Regions from separate parts of the Mus musculus genome. Here all the other regions are linked to region 1. The links are chromatin contacts, called in public Hi-C, HiChIP or PLAC-seq and promoter capture Hi-C maps. All regions are on one chromosome and are shown on one strand. The core of a region is the stretch at or near the end of the contact, and the rest is flanking DNA. Distances in the headings are between cores, read along the strand shown. Region 1 holds the start of Ubxn4 (UBX domain protein 4). Region 2 holds the start of Dyrk3 (dual-specificity tyrosine-(Y)-phosphorylation regulated kinase 3). Region 3 holds the start of Actr3 (ARP3 actin-related protein 3). Region 4 holds the start of Slc35f5 (solute carrier family 35, member F5). Region 5 holds the start of AA986860 (expressed sequence AA986860). Region 6 holds the start of C4bp (complement component 4 binding protein). Region 7 holds the start of Cd55 (CD55 molecule, decay accelerating factor for complement).

What was found. Promoter capture Hi-C pulls out the DNA fragments that hold promoters and counts their contacts. A called contact is a pair of places that touch in the nucleus more often than the background predicts. HiChIP or PLAC-seq counts read pairs in DNA pulled down with a chosen protein or histone mark.
Region 2: a contact with region 1 is called in an H3K27ac HiChIP or PLAC-seq map of embryonic stem cells, with 8 times the contacts expected there. The contact joins the promoter of Dyrk3 here to the promoter of Ubxn4 in region 1. A contact is called at or near these places in 2 of 39 promoter capture datasets (hippocampal neurons and liver) and 3 of 115 datasets of contacts at active chromatin or transcription factors (embryonic stem cells, epiblast stem cells and extraembryonic endoderm stem cells).
Region 3: a promoter capture Hi-C map of pre-B cells shows a contact between it and region 1. The contact joins the promoter of Actr3 here to the promoter of Ubxn4 in region 1. A contact is called at or near these places in 5 of 39 promoter capture datasets (the C10 cell line, hippocampal neurons, liver and 2 more), 1 of 484 Hi-C or Micro-C datasets (uterus), 3 of 115 datasets of contacts at active chromatin or transcription factors (astrocytes, bone marrow-derived dendritic cells and thymic regulatory T cells) and 1 of 9 other capture datasets (adipose tissue).
Region 4: a Hi-C map of muscle stem cells shows a contact between it and region 1, with 4 times the contacts expected there. The contact joins the promoter of Slc35f5 here to the promoter of Ubxn4 in region 1. A contact is called at or near these places in 2 of 39 promoter capture datasets (liver and pre-B cells), 2 of 484 Hi-C or Micro-C datasets (muscle stem cells and uterus), 2 of 115 datasets of contacts at active chromatin or transcription factors (astrocytes and stem cell-derived neural progenitor cells) and 1 of 9 other capture datasets (adipose tissue).
Region 5: a promoter capture Hi-C map of liver shows a contact between it and region 1, with 2.8 times the contacts expected there. The contact joins the promoter of AA986860 here to the promoter of Ubxn4 in region 1. A contact is called at or near these places in 4 of 39 promoter capture datasets (hippocampal neurons, liver and trophoblast stem cells), 1 of 484 Hi-C or Micro-C datasets (muscle stem cells), 2 of 115 datasets of contacts at active chromatin or transcription factors (the NIH/3T3 cell line and astrocytes) and 2 of 9 other capture datasets (adipose tissue and pancreatic islet).
Region 6: a contact with region 1 is called in a promoter capture Hi-C map of liver, with 4 times the contacts expected there. The contact joins the promoter of C4bp here to the promoter of Ubxn4 in region 1. A contact is called at or near these places in 2 of 39 promoter capture datasets (both in liver).
Region 7: a promoter capture Hi-C map of embryonic stem cells shows a contact between it and region 1, with 3 times the contacts expected there. The contact joins the promoter of Cd55 here to the promoter of Ubxn4 in region 1. A contact is called at or near these places in 2 of 39 promoter capture datasets (embryonic stem cells and pre-B cells) and 2 of 115 datasets of contacts at active chromatin or transcription factors (embryonic forebrain and thymic regulatory T cells).

The regions. Positions count from the first base shown.
Region 1 is chr1:128,242,811-128,245,513 of GRCm38.p6, reverse strand. It overlaps Ubxn4 (UBX domain protein 4), which reads right to left and starts at 1,377. Exons shown (of 13, transcript NM_026390.3): 1 at 962-1,377. The coding sequence starts at 1,043. It overlaps Gm41949 (a long non-coding RNA gene), which reads right to left and starts at 955. Exons shown (of 2, transcript XR_878509.3): 1 at 872-955; 2 at 1-751.
Region 2 is chr1:131,136,850-131,139,552 of GRCm38.p6, reverse strand. It overlaps Dyrk3 (dual-specificity tyrosine-(Y)-phosphorylation regulated kinase 3), which reads left to right and starts at 1,319. Exons shown (of 3, transcript NM_145508.2): 1 at 1,319-1,473. The coding sequence starts at 1,397.
Region 3 is chr1:125,434,367-125,437,069 of GRCm38.p6, reverse strand. It overlaps Actr3 (ARP3 actin-related protein 3), which reads left to right and starts at 1,343. Exons shown (of 12, transcript NM_023735.2): 1 at 1,343-1,785. The coding sequence starts at 1,742.
Region 4 is chr1:125,559,674-125,562,376 of GRCm38.p6, reverse strand. Slc35f5 (solute carrier family 35, member F5) reads right to left here and starts at 1,375. Exons shown (of 16, transcript NM_028787.5): 1 at 1,093-1,375; 2 at 12-102. The coding sequence starts at 1,132.
Region 5 is chr1:130,730,629-130,733,331 of GRCm38.p6, reverse strand. It overlaps AA986860 (expressed sequence AA986860), which reads right to left and starts at 1,356. Exons shown (of 4, transcript NM_177604.3): 1 at 1,109-1,356.
Region 6 is chr1:130,660,228-130,662,930 of GRCm38.p6, reverse strand. It overlaps C4bp (complement component 4 binding protein), which reads left to right and starts at 1,313. Exons shown (of 10, transcript NM_007576.3): 1 at 1,313-1,483.
Region 7 is chr1:130,461,353-130,464,055 of GRCm38.p6, reverse strand. Cd55 (CD55 molecule, decay accelerating factor for complement) reads left to right here and starts at 1,312. Exons shown (of 10, transcript NM_010016.3): 1 at 1,312-1,486; 2 at 2,049-2,234. The coding sequence starts at 1,387.

The DNA.
Region 1 (2,703 bases), core at 128-2,627:
AAACTGGTCCATGTATCAAGAATGTACAAAACTATAGAAGCAGATGGTTGACTGCGGATATACAAGACTTCAGCAATAAAACAGGAGGCTATGGAACCAACTGATTTAGAGCAATATGGGGTAAATGAGTTGGCACATGTCTGGAAAACTACATTTTAGGTTAGAAGAGAGGAAGAATCAGGACTGAGTATGTACTTTAAAAACTATGTTAAAAGTTAAAAAAAAAAAAGGTCAACTTGTAATAAAGTAATTATTGCACCTCAGTTCCCTCTGAGTACTATGATAAAAGAGTACCATCTGTGAGCTCAAGTTTATGTTTCGGGAACATTCTAAGACATCAGGTGGTTTCTTTGTGGCTTACCGATGACACAGCTTTCTTGACAGCTCACAACTTTCTAGACCCAGTTGTCTGCCTAGTGGCCTGTCCCAACCACACCCGCACACCAAGAATTAAAAGGTCCAAGCTGCCAGAAGAGGAGATCCCAGAGGACCAAGAAGGGGAACACCAGGGCTGGGGGTCTTGGGGGGGGGGGTCTGCCTGCGACAACCCGATTGCCAAGGCCTGCAGGGCGCGACTCCTCGCAGGGTTCAGTGATTGGGGACAGGGCCTGGACGCGCTTCCCACACAGATGCAGACAGGTCACGCCGGAGTCCCCAACAGACCCCAGAAGCACCAAGTGGCACTGGGCCCGCCCGCGGCCTGGAGAGGCTTGGCGTCTGGGTCGGCCCCGCAGCGGAGCAAGCCTGGAGCCTTATAAAAAAAAAAAAAAAAAAAAAAAAAAGCTGTACTGGCCCGGACAGGAGACGAGCGGCCCCGAAGAGACCGAGTGGACTGGGCGACAGGGTCTTAGGCTGTCTGAGCCCGGCCCACCTTAGCTCCTCCTGCCTAGCTCACTCGACGCTAACGAGAATCCAGAACAAGATCAAAGCGCCACCGTTCTCGGGCCCTCTCCCCAGTCACCTGCCACGAACACCACGAAGACCGCGCCGCTCCTCTTAGCAGACGCGATGGCCGCCGGGATGGCGCCCTGGAACCACAGCATCGTCCCCTTCAGGCCCAGGCGCTCGCTCGGTGTGTCGTCGCCGCGGTGCCACAGCCGACCCCGCCCTCCTGGTTCTTTGGCCTCGTGGCCCCGGCAACCACCGGCTAATCCGGGCCCCGGTCTGAGGACCCAGCCAGCCCGTACGCCCGACAGCCACCCCCTGGGGACGCGCACCGGAGCGCGCTTGGCAAGAAAAGTACGCCCCTGTGTCACGTGACGACGACACTCCTCGTCAGGGGTCGCGCGCCCCGGTGCCTGGTCGGCTAGGTAAGTCCGTAAGTGCGCGCCCCCGCGAAGCCTCGGGTTCCGACTCCAGGAAGTGGAAGGAAGTATCAGGAAGGATGACTAACCGCTACGGCACGTTGACGTCGCCTGCAGTGAGGCTTCCTGGGAATTGTAGTCTTCCGAGGCTTGTTAATTTGCGGAAAGGTAAACTGTGGGCTCAAAGCATGGCGAGAGTGAGCATAGTGAGCACATCAACGCTGTAAGAGTAAATGCTAGGTATCGAGTTGCTGTCACCCTCTGACTTCTGCAAGCAATCTGCTCCACAAATAAACAAGCTTTACGGGGCTTGACCCGAAGCCTTTGGTTTTTATTTAATTTGACCCTGTGAAAAAGATGGGATTCAGAGGGGCGTGGCAAACCACGCATTTAATCCCAGCAATCCGAAAGCAGAGGCCTGCCTGCCTGTATGAGATGGACAGCTTAGTCTACAAGGTGAGTTCCGCGGACTGTCAGGATTTGTACAGAGACCCTGAATAACAAACAAACAAACAAACAAACAAAAACCAACCAACCAACTTACCAAAAACCCCAAACAAACAAAAGAAAAAGACCGGCTAGAGGTACAACAGTGTTCCTCCTCGCCCGCCTCCCACCCCGCAGTACCACATAGGCCCCTTATCTGAAGGGTAAGCGAAGTGGCAGAATGCTGGCTTTTGGCTATAATGTGCATTTACTAACTGGATCACATTGTAAAACCTTCAGCCACTATGCTATGCTATTGAAAAAACTTATTTATTTTTAATTCTGTGAAGACAATCCTCCTACCTGTACCATCCAGCGTGTACCATCTTGGCTGGCTGTACTTAACTTGTATGAATATCATGTAAAGAAAATATTTCTGTTGTTTCCTTGAGTGATAGAGTAAAGAAAGTCTAAATGGAGTAGAATCAACTTGTGTATAGGCCAGTAAGAAAATAAATTAATAACTATGTAAGGTTTATGGATGCATACGAAATCAAAATGGAAGAAAAAACATTTGCACAAGTTTCTAGTGTTTGGTTTCGGACTTGGGGACAAGGGACTGAGGTGCATATTTTCCACACCAAAGCAGACCTGGCCTCCAGGTTCTCCCAGCATCCCTCAGTCCATACCCTGCCTCCAACTTTGAACTTCCCAGTCCAGATCTCTCTCTCTCTCTCTCTCTCTCTCTCTCTCTCTCTCTCCTTGCCCATTCCCACTCCCCCCCCTTCTCTCTTACTATATATCTTCCTCCACTAGCTGCTCCCCTCTCCCTGGTGGCAACTTCCTTGGCCTTGATCCTTGGGGCCAGTGAACTCGCCGACCGAGAGCGGTTTCCCAAAAACCTGCCTTTAATATAATCTAATCTGGCTTAAATTGGCCAATTTCTCCTATCTTCCTTCAAATATATATATAT
Region 2 (2,703 bases), core at 70-2,569, 2.9 Mb before region 1:
CTCCCTCCCTTACTAGGGAAATAACCTACTAAAGACAAAGGCAGCCTCTGTATCTACTCCCCTAACCCGCTGGAGGCAAGTAGAACAGGAAGGCTTTAGCTTGGCTCTAGAAGATGCGCCTTAAAGACAGAAGGGAAGACTTGCAGTGATTCGAAATGAGGTAATTAAACATGTCCAGGCAAGTCCCAACCAACCCTTCCGGTAGTAGTCTGGGGTGTTCACCTCTTAGAAGTCCTGAGAGCAGGATCAGTTAGTAGAATTTTGTAATCTTGGAGCGGGGGAGGTGCCTTTGTTGCCATGGAACTCTGTCTACAAACAAGAGTCAAAGAGCCCAATTTAAAAACAAAAACCCTAGGAAAGTAAGATTGCACTGGTTGTGGATGAAAGAGAGACAGAAAACTTCTAAAAGATCATCATTGAAGAAAACATTTTTACTTATATCACAGGCTAAGTCAACACTGAACAGATGAAAATAAAGTGTCCCAAATGGACAGATTCTTAGCTGCAAATAGAGTGTGGATCTTCTGAGAACAGGGACTGTGACTTTTACGAACCCCAAAAGGAGCCTCGGTTGGACATTTGAAGATTCGTGGAATTATGCTCTATGAAATAATTTCCAGTGTGCACCAGGTGGCGTGCGCCACCGATGCGTGGAAGAACCTTTGGTTTTTGTTTTGTTTTGTTCTCATAGATCCAATGGGCTCATCCTATGTGTATGAGTTTATGCCTGTGCACCACATACGTGCCTGCTACTCTCAGATGTCAGAAGAGGGCATTAAACACCCCGGGACTAGAGTTATGGATGGTTGTGAACTGCCACGACCGTGTTGGGAATCAAATCCGCTCTTGCAGAGGAGTTTTGCAGCCTTAGGAAATCTGATGGGCACCAAGCTCAACACAACCGCCACTTCTGTGGCTTAACAGCCTTTCTTTTCACTTCCATTTTAACTGTCGAAATAGACTTAACATGGACGGTACTTCTCAGAAAGAGTGAGGTACGCTTTCACATATTAAAGATGCGCAGAGCTCTCCAAGCGGTCTGCTGAGCAGGCAGGCTGTGCTGCTGATACTCCCATGTTTGGTTTCACGGCTAGGTGAATACGAAGAAGCGTAGGTTCCAAGCCAGTTTCCTCTTTTGCAAAAAGAACTGCGAGCACACCACCCAGGAACAGCACGCCCCTCGCTCCGCCTCCTCCCCGCTCCCTCCAAGGCGGCGTTGCGCAGGCGCGGCAGGGCGTGCGCGGTTGCTAAGCGACGCGGCCGCTCCCGCGTGGTCTCCCTGCGGACCGCGCGAGCCCAGTGCCCAGCCTCGTCTTGTAGCGAAGCCAGCAGGTGCGGTGCTGGAGGCGACCCACCGGGCCAACCGCCGCCTCTGTGTCCGCGGGGCGAGCTCGCGATGGGAGGCGCAGCCCGCGATCGCGGGAGGAAGGACGCGGCGCTGCCGGGGGCCGGGCTCCCGCCGCAGCAGCGGAGGTAACGGCGCCCGGGTAGGAGCGGGAGGACTCCTTGCGGGTCTGGGCTGCCTGTCCATCAGCGCGGTGAGCGGGAAGGGCGGGGGAGGGCGGGCGGGACGGCGCGGCCTCCGGAGAGCTGGGTCTGGGACCTGCGCGCAAGACCTGCGCCCTGTTGCTCCGAGAGTCTGCCCAGCCCGCCCTGGCCCTGGGGTGGAGCAGCAGAGACCCGGGACCTTGTTCCCCATGTGCCGCTTTTGGGGGGGGGTCCCTTTCCCCCTCCGCATCGGGCCCTGGCTAAAGGAACCCAATCCGCTCGTTCGCGTCTGGCTGTTACTCTGCAGATGCGGTGCTGGTGTGTTTCATCGTGCAGTATGGCAGAGGCCGGACCTGTCTAGAAAATTGCCTGTTATCAAAACATTGTCTGAACCTCAATATATTTTTTAGAAGATATTTTAATTTCTTGTGGGATGTTTTTAAAGCCCTCCTTTATTCCTTTAACACTTGTGTTAAACTCTATAAGTATTTTTTTTTAATAAGACAGATCTCAAAAGTGACTGAAAAGATATTTTTTTTAAAGACAATGAAAAATGTTACCTAGTCATGGTTGTGTTAGTAGTATATAATCTGAGATGGTAACATGAACCGGTGACCAGAGTGACCCGCAAATCCGTAGTCTTGGGAGCAGATAAAATGCATTATTCAAGGCCATCTTGTGGCTTTAGTAAATCCTGCCCATTGTTTGTGTGCCTTCACTGTGGAGGACCCACAGTGTAAAGACAGAACCATTCTGTAGTCCTTTAGCATTTTAAATATCTCCATATGCCAGGAAATGAAGTGGGAACAGAAGAGAGATTTGGTACATCGTGTAACTTAAAGCAAAGCATCGGGTGGGTTCCTGTTGGCTGCCTTTTTTCACTAGTTAGCTTAGCTGTAAATGGGTGCATAAAATAATGAAGAGAAGACAGCTGTTCTGCTAGTCTTCTCTTCTTGTAGTCTGAGAGTGTAGACGTCCTTTTCTTCCCATTTACCTGTGAGGCTGTTCAGAGGGGGAAGGTAGCACAGCCAGGGGCTGAAACTAGAATAGAGGTGTTAGACTTGCATTCTAAAACAAACCTCTATGTTATGTTTATTTCTTTCTGCTTTTAGGTTTCTTATTCAGTTCAAGTTAATTGGTAGTCCCTCATTTTTTGAACAGCATTCGATTACTTATTATTTGTTAGTTAGAGACAGGGTCTCTTTATTATGTAGC
Region 3 (2,703 bases), core at 94-2,593, 2.8 Mb after region 1:
GAAGGTTCTGGGTAAATTCAATCAAGATATAGCATTTACATGTATGGGATTGCTAAAGAATAAATAAAAGACAAGCCTGTTGGGAAGGAAAGCTATTAACTTTCCAGGTTCCTGCTGATGAGAAAGTAAATTCTCAGGTTCTACTGCACATTGATTTTGCCTAATCCCCTGGGAGATGACCCAGCAACATACTTTAAGCTTTCTATGTTACTCTGATGTATTCAAGTTTTAAAAGTATTACTTTTTAAGTCTGTGATGTAAAAAAATACATATCTTTTTCTCATCTTTCTTTCTTTTTCTTTTTCTTTTTTTTTCCAACTAGAAAAAGTTGGTATCACGTTAACAGCACTCCACAGAAGGAAATTCATTGTCACTTCAACCGGAATAGAGGCCACCTGCACAGAGTCTATTTTGTAGAACACAACCTCTGGGACACTGGCCTTTCTTAAAGGCCGGAGATAATCTCACTACTCTTGAAAGAAGTTTATCATCACCCCAAAACCCAAATAAAGGCCATTTGTACAGGCTATGTAGAGCATAACCTCTGGGAAACTTGATTTTTTAATTTTTGTTTTATATTTTCTTATGAGGGGGAGGATGTGCGCAAAATCAAAGAACAACTTGTGGGGGTCTTTTCATTCCTTCCAGCATGTGGATCTCCAAGGGCTCAAACTCAGGTTAGTGAGTGCAAGCATCTTTACCTGCTAAGCCATGTCACTGATCCAACACTTGCCTTTCTTGGAAGACACACAGGAATCCCCAAACCCTGAAGAAGGTGGGTTTGTTATTGTTCAACCTAACGTCTTGGATCCTTGCCTGTCTTAAAAGCAAAGGCCCACCATTTTGGGGAGCTTGCAAACTACAATGCAATAGTATAACTGACATAAATCTCAGGACACATCCCTTTTCTGACTGCTCACCTACAGCGATTATGGGGACATGCCGCTGACCACGTTTCCAATTAGCCCTTCACCCCACAGTAGAAAGCCTCCTGCCCATGGCTCAAGTTAGCAGAGAAGAAACACACTCAACACCCACCACCACCAAAAGCCAGCTTCCTAACTAAATAACTGCCTGACTTCTGGGCTGCCACCGGCCAGAAAATGCGAACTGGAATCTTCGCAAGTCGGAAGCGGAGCCGCGACCCACAGCTGCGCGCCACTGCGCATGCGTAGCCGCTTCTGGACCCCCTTCAAGCTCAGCTTGGCTTCTGGGCTTCCAGCTATTTGAAAACCCAAAGTGGACTTTCTGGCTATCCGGAAGGGAGCCGGGGCCGGGCGGCCGCACAGTACATCGCACGCACGCGCGCGCGTGCTCGCTCCTCCCACCCGGAACCGGAAGTGGGAGCGATCGCGGCCTGGGGCCTGGCCTGGCCGGGGCGTCGGCAGCGGCGGCCATCTTGGCTCCCCGCGGAAAGGCAGTGCGAGGGGGAAGAAGTTGTAGGGTGGGGGCGGGAGCGAGGAGGAGGAGGAGGAGGGCGGAGAGCGGAGGGGTAGAGGAGGAGGCCGCGGCAGGGTAGGGCGGGGACAGCCAGCCTGCCGGCCGGCCAGCCTGCTGGGCTTGCGGAAGTACTAGCCGACTGCTCACTCGCTCCTGCTCGGGCTTCCCACAGCTCCCTCCCTTCCTCCCTCCCTCCCGACCGAGGGCGGCCCGGGCCGGTGCATGGTCAGCCAGCTCCCATCTCTAGCTCCCCGGCCTCTCAGCAGCACGGAACGGACGGCAGCGGCGGGCGAGGAGGAAGATGGCGGGACGGCTGCCGGCCTGTGTGGTGGACTGTGGCACGGGGTACGGCGGGTCTTCGGGGTGGGGGAGACTGAGGCCGGGGACGGGCGGAGGAGGGAGATGAATGGGGGGAGCCGGCCAGACTGGCGAGGGGTGGTGCCGGGAGCCTCCCGGGACAGAGATCTTTTCCAGGCCCTTCCTTTCCGAGGAGGCCGTCTGGCCCACCTGGCTGTCCTTTCCCTTCTCTCCCCTTTGCTGCCTGTGAAGCAGGGCACCCACCGAGGACCTCCAGACCTAGGAGCAAGGAAAAGAGAGAGAGAGAGAGAGAGAGAGAGAGAGAGAGAGAGAGAGAGAGAGAGAGAGAGAGAGAGAAGCGCTCCTTGCAGATTTTGCAAGATCGCGGTGACAACTCTCGATCTCTTAGGGCGTGTGGGTGGGGAGAGCGACGAACCAGGCTGTGAAAATGGGAAGCTAGCATGGGGGGCTTTTGCAGCGGACCCACGCGCCGCCTGGTTTCCGCCCACACCCATTCGTAGCCATCTCCCACTACCCATTGAACCAAGTCAGTTCCAGCGAGGAGGATCTCACGGGGGTTATAGCTCTTGCCTCAAAAAAGTCCCTTGGTGAGCAAGCGCGCTGCAACTTCCTTAGTTTTGTCAAAGCCGCTTCCTGCTTTCCGTCTTTTATAGCCTTATAAGGTAGTTTTTCGTCTCGAACGTTACCACGTCTTATTAGAACTTTCAAAATTAAGCAGGTTGCATAAAGAGTACATTATGAGTGGTAGGTATCAATATGTCTGAACTAGAAAAAAAAATGTTCTTGTGTGTCCACGGAGGGAGACAGAGGGGAGAGAAGGGACGCACCCTGGAACCTAAACGTTTGTTCACGTTCGTTTTGTGACTGTGTCTTGAAAACTGAAAGGGGGTATAAAGGAATGTGTTTGATTTAAAGTAATTGTTTCTGATAGTAGTGTGGTTGACT
Region 4 (2,703 bases), core at 126-2,625, 2.7 Mb after region 1:
TGAGAATTTACCTTGTTGCAAGGGCTTCTCTGAGATCCTCAAATGCAATGCCTGCAAAGCGGGCAGAGCCCAGTCCAAATGGAGGTAAAGAACTCAGCCCACCTAAAACAGCACCACAGAAATAACGCTTAGGGAAAGTTCAAGTGTAAAATCACATCTTTTCCACTCTTCACCTTCAAGGACTATCAAAATGTATGCAACAGAAGCCACCCTGGGGACATGTAGCTTAGTAGTGCAATGCTTGCCTAGCATGCATGAGTTCTTGGGTTGCATCCCAAACACTTCCCAAACTGGGCACAGTGGCACGTGTCTATAATCCTAGCACTTGGAAAGTGTGGGGTGTGGGGGGAGGGGAAACCAGAGAATCAGAAGATCAAAGTCAGTCAGAATACATACTGAGTTCAAGGCCAGCATGGGCCATATGAGACTGTGTCACAAAATAATAACAACAGCAAAACAAATACAAACAAGAAATCCCATGCTAGCGGTGTCGCTCAGCTAGTAGAGTGCGGAACCAGGCCATAAGCCTGGTGTGCTGGTGCATGCCTGTAAGGCAGAAGACAGAAGTTCAAGGTTACCCTTGGCTACAAAGTGATTTTTGAGACCAGTCTCGGATACCTAAGACCTGTCCCCGACCTGACACCTCCCAGCCCCCCAAAAATAAAAGGTTATACTCAAAGAGGTCCTGGGTACCAGGCGGGTAAAAAAAACGAGAGAGAGAGAAGAAGATTCCACATATGGCACATTGAAGAGTGCTGTAAACGGATCCTCGAAGTCTCATAAACAGAACTCTCTAGATTCTCCCTTCAGGACATCCGCCCCTGGCAGTCTAGACACGCGTGTCCTTACCCCCCCATCTCCAGGGGATTCAGCTCGCTGACAGGAAGTGATGTGCGAGGGTCCACTCCCCTCACGTGAGAACCAGGATCATCCTCGCTCCCCACCCGCCCAGTCACGACAGAAAACAGCTGGCACAGGGAAGCCGCCCCTTGGCGAGGGAAAGACATGAGGAAAACCCAGCCTCTTGCCTCGTGAGGGGCGTGAGAACTCTGACCCGTCCTCCCTGGCCGCGGACGCCGGCCCACCGCCTACCTGGCCTTCCTGCCCCTCGATGGAGTCGTGGCGGCACCATGAGCGGCCCCGGCTCGGCCCGCCGCCCAGAGCCGCCGCCTCACACCGCACGCACAGACCCCAGCATCGTGCCCCACAGCAAGCCCAACTTAAGAAGCTGCGCTGCCCCTCGGCTCAAGGCCGCGGCTGTCACAGCACTCGGCCCCGACGGAGGGGAGTGACCCAGGCCACCGGACGGCGCTGGCAGCGAGAGTCCTGGAGGCCCGGATTGCGGCCGCGGCCCAGGCCCCGCCCCCGGCCGGTCAGCCAGCCAGGCCACGCCCACTGCTGGCCAAACAAGCCCATCCCACGGCTGGCCAACCGGCAGGCCCCGCCTCCTGCCCGTCAGCCAGTCAGACTCCACCCCCGACCTATTGACCACCTAGAGCTGCCCTTTGAGCAATTAGCTAGGCGAGATCCCAGTCAAGCTCCGCCCCTGGGTAGCGAACCTGGCAGCGCATCCCGGTAGACAGGAACCGCTCCGGGTACCCTGGACCCCATCCTGGAGACTCTAGGCCCCCAGCTTGTCCACCAACTAGGTGACATCCTCCCCATCACTCAGTGAGTCAACCGGTCAAGCTCAGCTCTCAGTTCGTCCACCCGGCGTCCATTCTGCCTCCTCCCCCAGTTGACAATCCATACCCTAGGCCTGGGTGGTCTGCCCAGAGCCCCGCCCCCCAGACAGCCCGGCAGTCCCCGCCCCTGTCCAGTCAGCTTCAGCGGCCCCGCCCCCTAGCCCAAAGACTGCGGGCGCGCAGGTTACGTCACGCCGGACGCGACTTCGGACCGGGGGAGGGCACGTTTCCTGGTTCTTGTTGCCGTAGTGTGGACGCCAGCCTTGAACAGGCTTGTGGCTTGGAGTCGTGACAGTGGCGCGAAGGAACAGAGAAGGGAAGAGAACAGAGCGGAGAGGGCGGGGATGTCTAGAAGAGGGAGAACCCAGCCCTGGCAAGGCTGCCAGACTTCCCCACTGCCCCGCCCTGAAGCGAAAGCTGACTGCACCATTTCTTCCAGTGTTTAAGCAAGCATTTTCCAGTAGCCCTTTCTAAAATCAGGCAGTGTAGCTTGGCGCCCCGTTGGATTCCTAGATCGTTTTTGTCCGTAAACTAGAGCTTCATTCTTGCAGTTAGAAGTTGTAGACCAGGTTATTCATCTCCCTGGCCCTCACTTTTTTTATGGGAAGAAAAAAACAAAAACAAAGCCATAAAACCATGTGAGTGCCTCGGCTGTATGTTTACACCCAGTATACATACATTCTCAAACAAATCAGTTCAGCCTGTGACACATAAGACCTCCACAGATGCTAACCATGGGTTTTTGTTTTATGGGTATTGAAGCTCCCATAAAATTGAAAAATTGGCCAGGATCCTGATTTATATTTAGATTAACACGAGACTTAAGGCTTCTGTAGCCACAATTGCATTGTTAGCATTTTTATCAAATGAGGCAAGGAAATATTTTTTTCTCATGTAGTCACTGTGTTTCATCCTTCTCTTTTAACTTTGTCTACAAAGTCTTATGACTAAAATTAAGATGGACATTTTGTGATCTGGTCGGATTCTAAAAAACTCCTGGCATCAAACACTTCTAGTC
Region 5 (2,703 bases), core at 107-2,606, 2.5 Mb before region 1:
TGCACTTCCGTGGCAGCTTCTTTAGACAGATGCTCCAGCTACACTTTGTGTCCACAGGGACATCTGAAGAAACACGAAGCATAAGCCCCACCCAAGCCTCTACTCCTATGGACTCTGCCGCATCACTCTGACCTGAGCCCCAGTTGGAAGTCTGGCTAGGTTTGGTATGTTGAGATGAAATAAAATGTGGGTGAGGCCCAGCATGGCCAAGTAACTTTTTTTTTTTTTTTGGTCTACATCGATCAACAGGTAAAATCAGAGATTTAACTAGCTAGTAGACCCTGAGTAAATTTGATCGGAGTTAGAATATTTGTGGGTTTTCCAAAGATAAAATGCTAGCTGGAGTTGGAGTTTCCTCCATATTTCCAAGCCTCAATTCTCCTTGCAAATAATCTAGCTCGGTTCAGACTTTACATATCTGCACAGAGTGCGCCATTATCAACTAACACACACACTGCACCCCTTATTTAAATAAAGATAGACACTGAGCCATGGAGAATTTCCTTTTACAAATGGAATGGAAAACTAAGGTACCTGGCTCACTCACATGACCCTCCCCTCCATTTGACTCCCTGTGCTCCAATTATCCAGTCACTCCATCCCTTTCAAAATCACTACTTCATCTTAGTGCTCTAGAGATGGAAATTTCCAAATTCTAGGAAAAGGTGGATTTTGTTGTTGGTTTTTTTTTTTTTTTTTTTTTTTTTTTTGAGTCAGGTCTTTCCAGGTAGGATAGGCTAGCCTGGAACTTGCTGTATTTCCCAGCAGCCTGGCTTCAAACTTTCCATCCTCCATCTTCAGAGTACTATGATTATGGGTGGATACCACCATGCCTGGGTCTGGCTTCTGTTTGTTCAATATGATTATGTAAGTTAAATAAAGAAACGGAAGAGATGTCCCCCGGTCCTCCATAAAAATATTCCAATTCTGGAAAATCTCAGGCTAACGGAGAGATTTGATCAACAGAGATTGAAAACCCCAGGTCCGGTGTAAAGGGTCAGACACTCTTACAGCACTCCCCAGCACAGCCCTATATATAGCTTTGCCTTCCCTTAAAAGCTTTTCCCTTGCTGCAGAATAAGCAATAGTTGGTTAGTGATTGACTCACCTTCTCTGGGTTGGGGTCTGAAGACAAGAACGTAATGCCCTTCTATTCCAGAGGGCAGAGATGGAGACCGCTTGCCTCTCAGGCCGTGTCTCCTACTGGTTTCTTCCTTTGACCTCCTCCTGACTTACCTAGACAGGTAAAAGCTTCACCCGCGCTGCATGGACACACCCTGCTACTGACTCTAAGCCAATCCTAGCTTCCCTCCCTACTCCTCATTCCAGCTGTTCAGTCAGGGAGGACTCAGGAGGGGAATCAGCCAGGAGGTGCTTCTCTGTCTTGGTCAATCACCTCCTGCCCCCGCCTCCCCACCCCACCCCCTCTTTACTTAGAGAGCCAATGAACTGCTACAAAGAAAGGGTAGGCGTGGTAGAAGGCTGGAGCTGGTTTGAGCTGAGTGGAAGGAGAGTAAAGAGAGTTTGGCAGGGTGGAGGCAGATCAATGGGACTCGACTTTCCGTCTTGAAAGGAACGCATCAGTCTGCTGCGCTCTATGGGCCCACTGAGAACCGGATTTGTTGTTTAGACAAGCCTTCCTCCACTTGAAGCTGAAAGTATTCTCCAGACTGCCTGCCATTCTGGTGCCTAATTTTGTAACCAGCTTTTCTAACTGCTCAGTCATTGACAGTTTCATATCCAGAAGAGGTTTCAAGGGTCTCAAGGTTAGGGATGTAGCTGAGTCACCCAGTCCCCAGAGCTTGCTGACAACTGTCCTGGCTTTTTTGTTTCTGGGGAAATAAAACTAATCTCTCTCTCTCTCTCTCTCTCTCTCTCTCTCTCTCTCTCTCTCCTATAGGAGGTATTTTCCGGATTTAAAAAAAAAAAAAAAAGCTTGATCAGCCAAAAAGGAGATATAGCACTTGAACTCTGTCATTTGGGTCTCTGGTCCCTTTTGGCTGCTTCGAGAAGGTGGCAATAGATATTAAACAAAAATAAAGTCAGCTGCCAACCAGTCTAGCAAGTACTTCTTTTGAGGGGAAATGTCTGGCATGCTTATGGAAAAGAGTAGGTCAGGGAGCCTCCTGCTTCCTGGAAGAAATCACCTCCAGGTACAGAGGCCACTTGCCAGACAGCAGTTCTGCTATTTCCCTGAATATAGGCTGAATATAGGCCATCCCCAGTAACCTTCAACTTTTAAAGGTGTATCACTTGCCAGCAGCAAAAAGAAAAGAAAAATTAGAAAAACCAAACCAAAATACCTCATGCACGAACCACTCAGTTTAAGCCCCTGCTGTATGCTGGCTATTACCTTAAGCATTTCTATGTCTTATTTAACTTTTGCTCCAACTTAGAAGCATTGCCCAATTCTTACAGCCCACACCTCACCAGGAGGTTAAATGACATGCCTGATATTTCCCAAGTAGTAGTAGAGCAGATATTTTAATCCAGATTGTCCACTCCCAGCTTGCTTCACAGTTACTGTTCCCGATTCTGTGACTGGATGCTCTGGTGAAAGCAATGTAAAGGAGGAAGGACTTGTTTGGGTTTCAGTTCAATGGCACACCGTGCTGGGAGGTCCTGGTGGTAGATGCTCCGGCCAGCTGGTCACACTGTATGCCTAGTCAAGAAGCAGAGATGGCCAGTGGCCGACTTACTTCC
Region 6 (2,703 bases), core at 64-2,563, 2.4 Mb before region 1:
GGTATTTCCTCCAAATCAGCTTCCGGGACTTCATAGGATCGCTTTTACATGGACTCTTATCACATTAAATCAGTCTCTTACCTTTGTGACGTGGCTGTGCTTTCTTTACCTCTAATATCCTCCTCATTTTCCTCTCAGTAATTTCTGCTTATCAGTGAAGGTGCACCCCAAATCTTATAACTTGGTCAAACTTCACGGAGGAGCTCAATTTGTGAGGCCATTAGTGTTTATTACAGAGCATAAATTATGATGTCAAAAAAATTTTTTTTCCCTATGTTGATCCAACCCAAGGATTTTGGACATATCAGACAAGTGCTCTACCACCCAACAGCATTTCCAGCCTTTGGTTTCTGAGATAGGATCTTACTATGTAGCCCAGGTTAATCTTGAAATCATAATCCTCCTGCCTCAGCCTCCCAAGTGCTACAGTTACAAGATTATACACTACATCTGGTAAGAACTAATTTTTACTACTTAGAGTTACAATTATTTATTTATATGAGGGGCATTTGGGGCATGGCATGCTTGTGGTAGTCAGAGGACAACATATACGAATTGGTTCAATCTGGGGATAAAACTCAGGTCTTTAGGCTTCATGACATGCACATTTACCCACAGAGCCATCTCACTGGTCCAGAAGTGCTTTCCAAGAGCAATCCTTGGGGCACACAAATCTTTAAACTTATTATTAACAGACTAAGGGTCCATTTCAGGACTTGACTTTATCTGTATATTTATGTGATCGCAAACACATAAATTAGCCTCTTCATTACATTTTTCTGAATATTGACGAGTGTCAGACTGACTTCTGGAGATCCTTTGGTGCCTGGTAGTGGTAGTTGCTAATATCTGTGGAGCTCTGAGTATGTTCCAGTCAGGTCAGCACACAGCAGGAACTCAATAAACAACACACATACTGTGTCTATTGTAGCTCCTGGTGATGCCTGGAGACCAGTGAAGAGTAAGATCCTCAGATCCAACGTCCCTGAGTGGGTCTGCAGTCCTGGGAAGAGAATCATTTTAGTCAGAGTGGGTCTGAACTCCAACTCAAGGTTCCTAGGCTGGTTGGATTTTGTGATGCATAACTCTTATGATTATGAAAAGACAGAAAATTCTGGCATCAAATTCCAAGTCCCCTTCTAACTTAGGGGAAATGGTTGGCAGAGAAGAAAATAAATAATTCCAACACATGATGAAGAATGAGGGCTGGGAGAGAAGGAGATTAAATAAACACTGCTGCTCTAGTCTGTTAATCATTCACCGGGACAGAGGAGACTGTCTCCCTGTCCGTCATACTCAACTGCTTAACCAGAAACTTGTGTGGGTGGAATGCAAGGATCACTTGCGTGGGTAGACTTCAGAAGCTTTTTTGATGGAGCAAGTACTGGCCAGCTTTAGGATAATATGATCAACTCTCATCTTGGGAGAAACTAGTACAGTAGAGATCCAAGTACCACCACAGAGTCTTTCTCTGCTATTGCAGGTCAGTGGGCTACTGAGCACTTGGGTGGGGCATTGTGGGTAAAGCTGGTCATCAGGTTCTTTAGTGTGTGCTCCTCTGTGTTCTATTTATTATTTTTGAGATTACAATTTAATTACATTTTCCCATTCCTTTTCCTCTCTCCAAATCTTCCCATACAGCCCTTCTTGTTCTCTTTCAAATATAGTCTCCTTTTTTAAATTAATTGTTATCACATGCATCTATTCCTAAATACAACCTGTTCAGTCCATATAATGTTACTTTTATGTATGTTTTCAGGGCTGATAATTTGGCGCTAGGAAACCAATTGCTGTGGATCTTCCATGGGAAATACCACAGCTCTTACTACCAGCTTTCCTCAGTTGCCTATAGTTCTTTGTGTAGAATCAAAGCCTCGTGGGATTCCACTGTCTAGTTTTGTATGTTCATCAGTGTTCTTGTTTGGGTCATGTTTGGGAGGTCATGTTGGTGAGACTTTTCTGATACAGTTTCTGATGTTGCTAGGTGACACAATTTCACAGTAAATTCCTTGGACCCTTGGATCCTACAATCGTTCTGCCACCTCCTCTGTAGTTTCTTCTCAGGTGCAGGAGTGTTTCTTAGATGTAGACATCAGAACTGGGACCCATAACTCTGCATTTTGATTGGTTGTAGTTTTCTGCGGTGGCCTCTGTTACAAAGAGAAGTTGGGGTTTTTCTGTTGTTGTTTTTTGTTTTGTGTGTGTGTGTTTTCTGATGAGGGGTTCAAGACTATGTGAGTATGACGATAAATATTTATAGAATGTTGTTAGAGATTATGCTGGCTTAGTAAATTAGTAGTTGTAGATTCTCTAATAACTGGAACTTCACTAGCATTGAGTAGTTAGTTAGCTAGGTTTATAGCAACAGACATGGTTGAATGGGCCTTAAATACAATTAGAGAGTTTCTGGTTACTTTCAAACAATATGTCCCACTATTACACCCTTAGGGTTACTGTATCATGTTGGTCATTGATGCATTCATGGGCATCAGAGCTGGGTAGGACTATTGGTTGCCTTTCCCCTTTTTTTGGAAGCTTGCACAATGTCTTCTAGTAACATTTAAGTCCCCAGAGAGGGGACATTCAGATCAGTTCCATTTCAGGGATCTCTTGACCTTGTTTCTGAAGTGTATGGTGTCTTCAGCAATAGAGACTTACCTTTCACTGTTAGGGCATAACAAAGGGCAATAGCAAGAGGCTGTA
Region 7 (2,703 bases), core at 63-2,562, 2.2 Mb before region 1:
TAAAGCAACCCTTTCCTGTAATCTCGGCAACAGGAAAACACGGTGCTTGGGTAACTAAGTAAGCAAGAATCAGAAGAAAACACTTGTTAAAAACCAGTTTGCTCTTCAAAAGCTCACACTAACCAATAAGGAACCACAAGAAAACTTTAGGAATGGTTATCAGTATATGACAAACACTCCCACAACTGGTCTACCATTGAAGGCTGAGTTTCTGGTGAGGGATTTCACCAGTTGGGTAAAACACCTATATAAAAAGGGAATTCATAGTGGGACACTGCTAACCAGACCCAGACACACAAAGGGGAGCACTTTGGGGCTTTTTACATGAGGGCCTGTGGCAACTTACCTCTGCTTCCTCCCACCTCGACCCTCCCGGTGGGGATTTGCAGGAGACACATGGTGTGGTACATGGCTCTTTACTCTGGATATCACACGCATGTGGGGCTTCATAAACCGGGTTGCACAGTGACCAGCCAATACCAAATAATCCTAATTCCTAGTGCTGTCCTCAAGAGAGGTTCAGTTTATTCCATGCACAGCTTCACCTTCTGCATTCTTTTCTTTCCTTTTCTTTTTCAATTAATTAATTTAATGCTCTGGTGTGATTCCAATGTGTGGATCGCTTTGTTTGTCACTGTTCTTCACACCACGAAATAAATCTTTTTCTTAAGCTCTACTATTTATTCCTGAATTCTATTTCATAGCAGGACTGAAATAATCCCAAAGTCGAATTCAGGTGGTATCCTTGGTCCATATCTATAACCAGGGCTAAGAAGGTGACTCCTCACCCAGATAGGGTCTGAAAAACCTCAGCCAAGCTCCCTAGATCTCTGCATATTGTTTGTGACCGGTTCTGGCAGGCTGATCCCTCCCTGTTTTCTTGGATCCTATCCTATTTTCTGTTTTGACACCATGGTGAGACCTAGGAGACACACTCTTGGTCAGCAGCTCCCACCCTCCCATCTGACATCTTCCAGCTGAAGCCACAGGGGTCCTGGGTGTTTCCCTATTTCTCAGCTCCCTCTGGCTCAGGAATTCCACCGCGCCTACCCTTCCCTTTGCAAGCACTCAGCACACCAGAGTTGGGAGTGTGGGTAGCTTTCTGCTGGAGCAGAGTGCTGACACAGAGTACTGGGGGAGTGAAGCGCCCTCCTTTAGAAGGTACTCCCCCAGACCCCAGACCCCACTCCCGCCGGACAACTAGGTCCCCTGGGTGAAGCTAGAGGCCAGGCACCCGCCCTCATTAATGAGGGAACGCCCTCTTGCACGCAGGCTGCCCCACCCAGGGTGACGAGGGCCCTGCCCCGCCCCGCCACAGCTGCTCAATTAACTGCGGCTCAAAACAGCTCCAGCCGCAGCCGGGCAAGGTCTCTTCTACCTGGGGCTATGATCCGTGGGCGGGCGCCTAGGACTCGGCCATCACCGCCGCCTCCGCTGCTGCCGTTGCTGTCGCTGTCTCTGTTGCTGCTGTCCCCAACTGTACGCGGTGAGTGGCCAATGCGCGACGACCGGCTGGCTGCCCGCCAGGGGGCGCATGCTCAGCAGACATTGTGTCCCAGTAACTGGGGGCTCCGCTGCTGGGTGCCGGCGGCCAGCGGGAGGGATGGGGGTGGAATGCTGGGCTATCTGGGCTGTGACTGGATCCCCTCCGCGATCAGAGACCGTGGCAACACCAAAAGGGAGGGTTGAGTGCGAATCTCCAACCCTGCTCCTGGCTCTTTTATTCTTAAGGTGGAAGCTAGATGGCTGGCCACCTGCGCCGGTGAGAGACTGGTCGCGAGCAGCTACCGGGTGTCTTATCTCGCGCCTTGCTCGCTGCAGTGTTCCTGTGGATATTAAGTAGATTCTGAACGACTCAAGGCGGGTGGGAATTTACTCCCTACTTAGTTTTTGTCTTGTGTTCACGAGAGTCCAAGCATTCCAAGTTCCTGAGGGGCAAGTTCAGCCCTGGCAGGAAGGTAAGAGCCATTGCTGCTTCTCTTGTTCCAGGTCTGGGGAAAGAAAGCTCCTTGCCAACTTCAGTTTTACACCTGCTCTTTTCTTCCTAGGAGACTGCGGCCCACCTCCAGACATTCCTAATGCCAGGCCAATCTTGGGCAGACACTCCAAGTTTGCTGAGCAAAGCAAAGTGGCATACTCGTGTAATAACGGCTTTAAACAAGTTCCAGACAAGTCAAACATAGTTGTCTGTCTTGAAAATGGCCAATGGTCGAGCCACGAAACATTCTGTGAGAGTAAGTTCTTCATTTCTCTTTCTGAAAAGTTTTGGGAATGTGGATCTCGTTGAGGTTATTTTTATGCCTCTTTGGAGTGACTGGTAATTGATAGTTTTCTAGCATTATTAAACCCCAGGGTATACATGTTGGCAGTTTACACTCGAGCTAATTGAAGGCGGTACTTCCTATGGCAAGTCCTGCTTCTTCATTAAGAGTTTTTCTTTCTATTGTACAGGCTAGTAGAGAAAAAAAATGATAGGTACTGTTTAGGGAGTAAATTATATGTGAATATATTTGGCAATTACCCTGAGACACACACCCTGGTGATCTGTCTTGTTCAACTCTATTTTGTTAAGTAATGGATACAAGTCTTGGGAGACATTTTGAGGTCTTACTTCAAAAAAAAAAAATCTGTTGTACATATAGCCCTATGTTATCTTTAAGATATAGTTTTAGGTTGTTCTGGCATATCATCTGAACATTATAC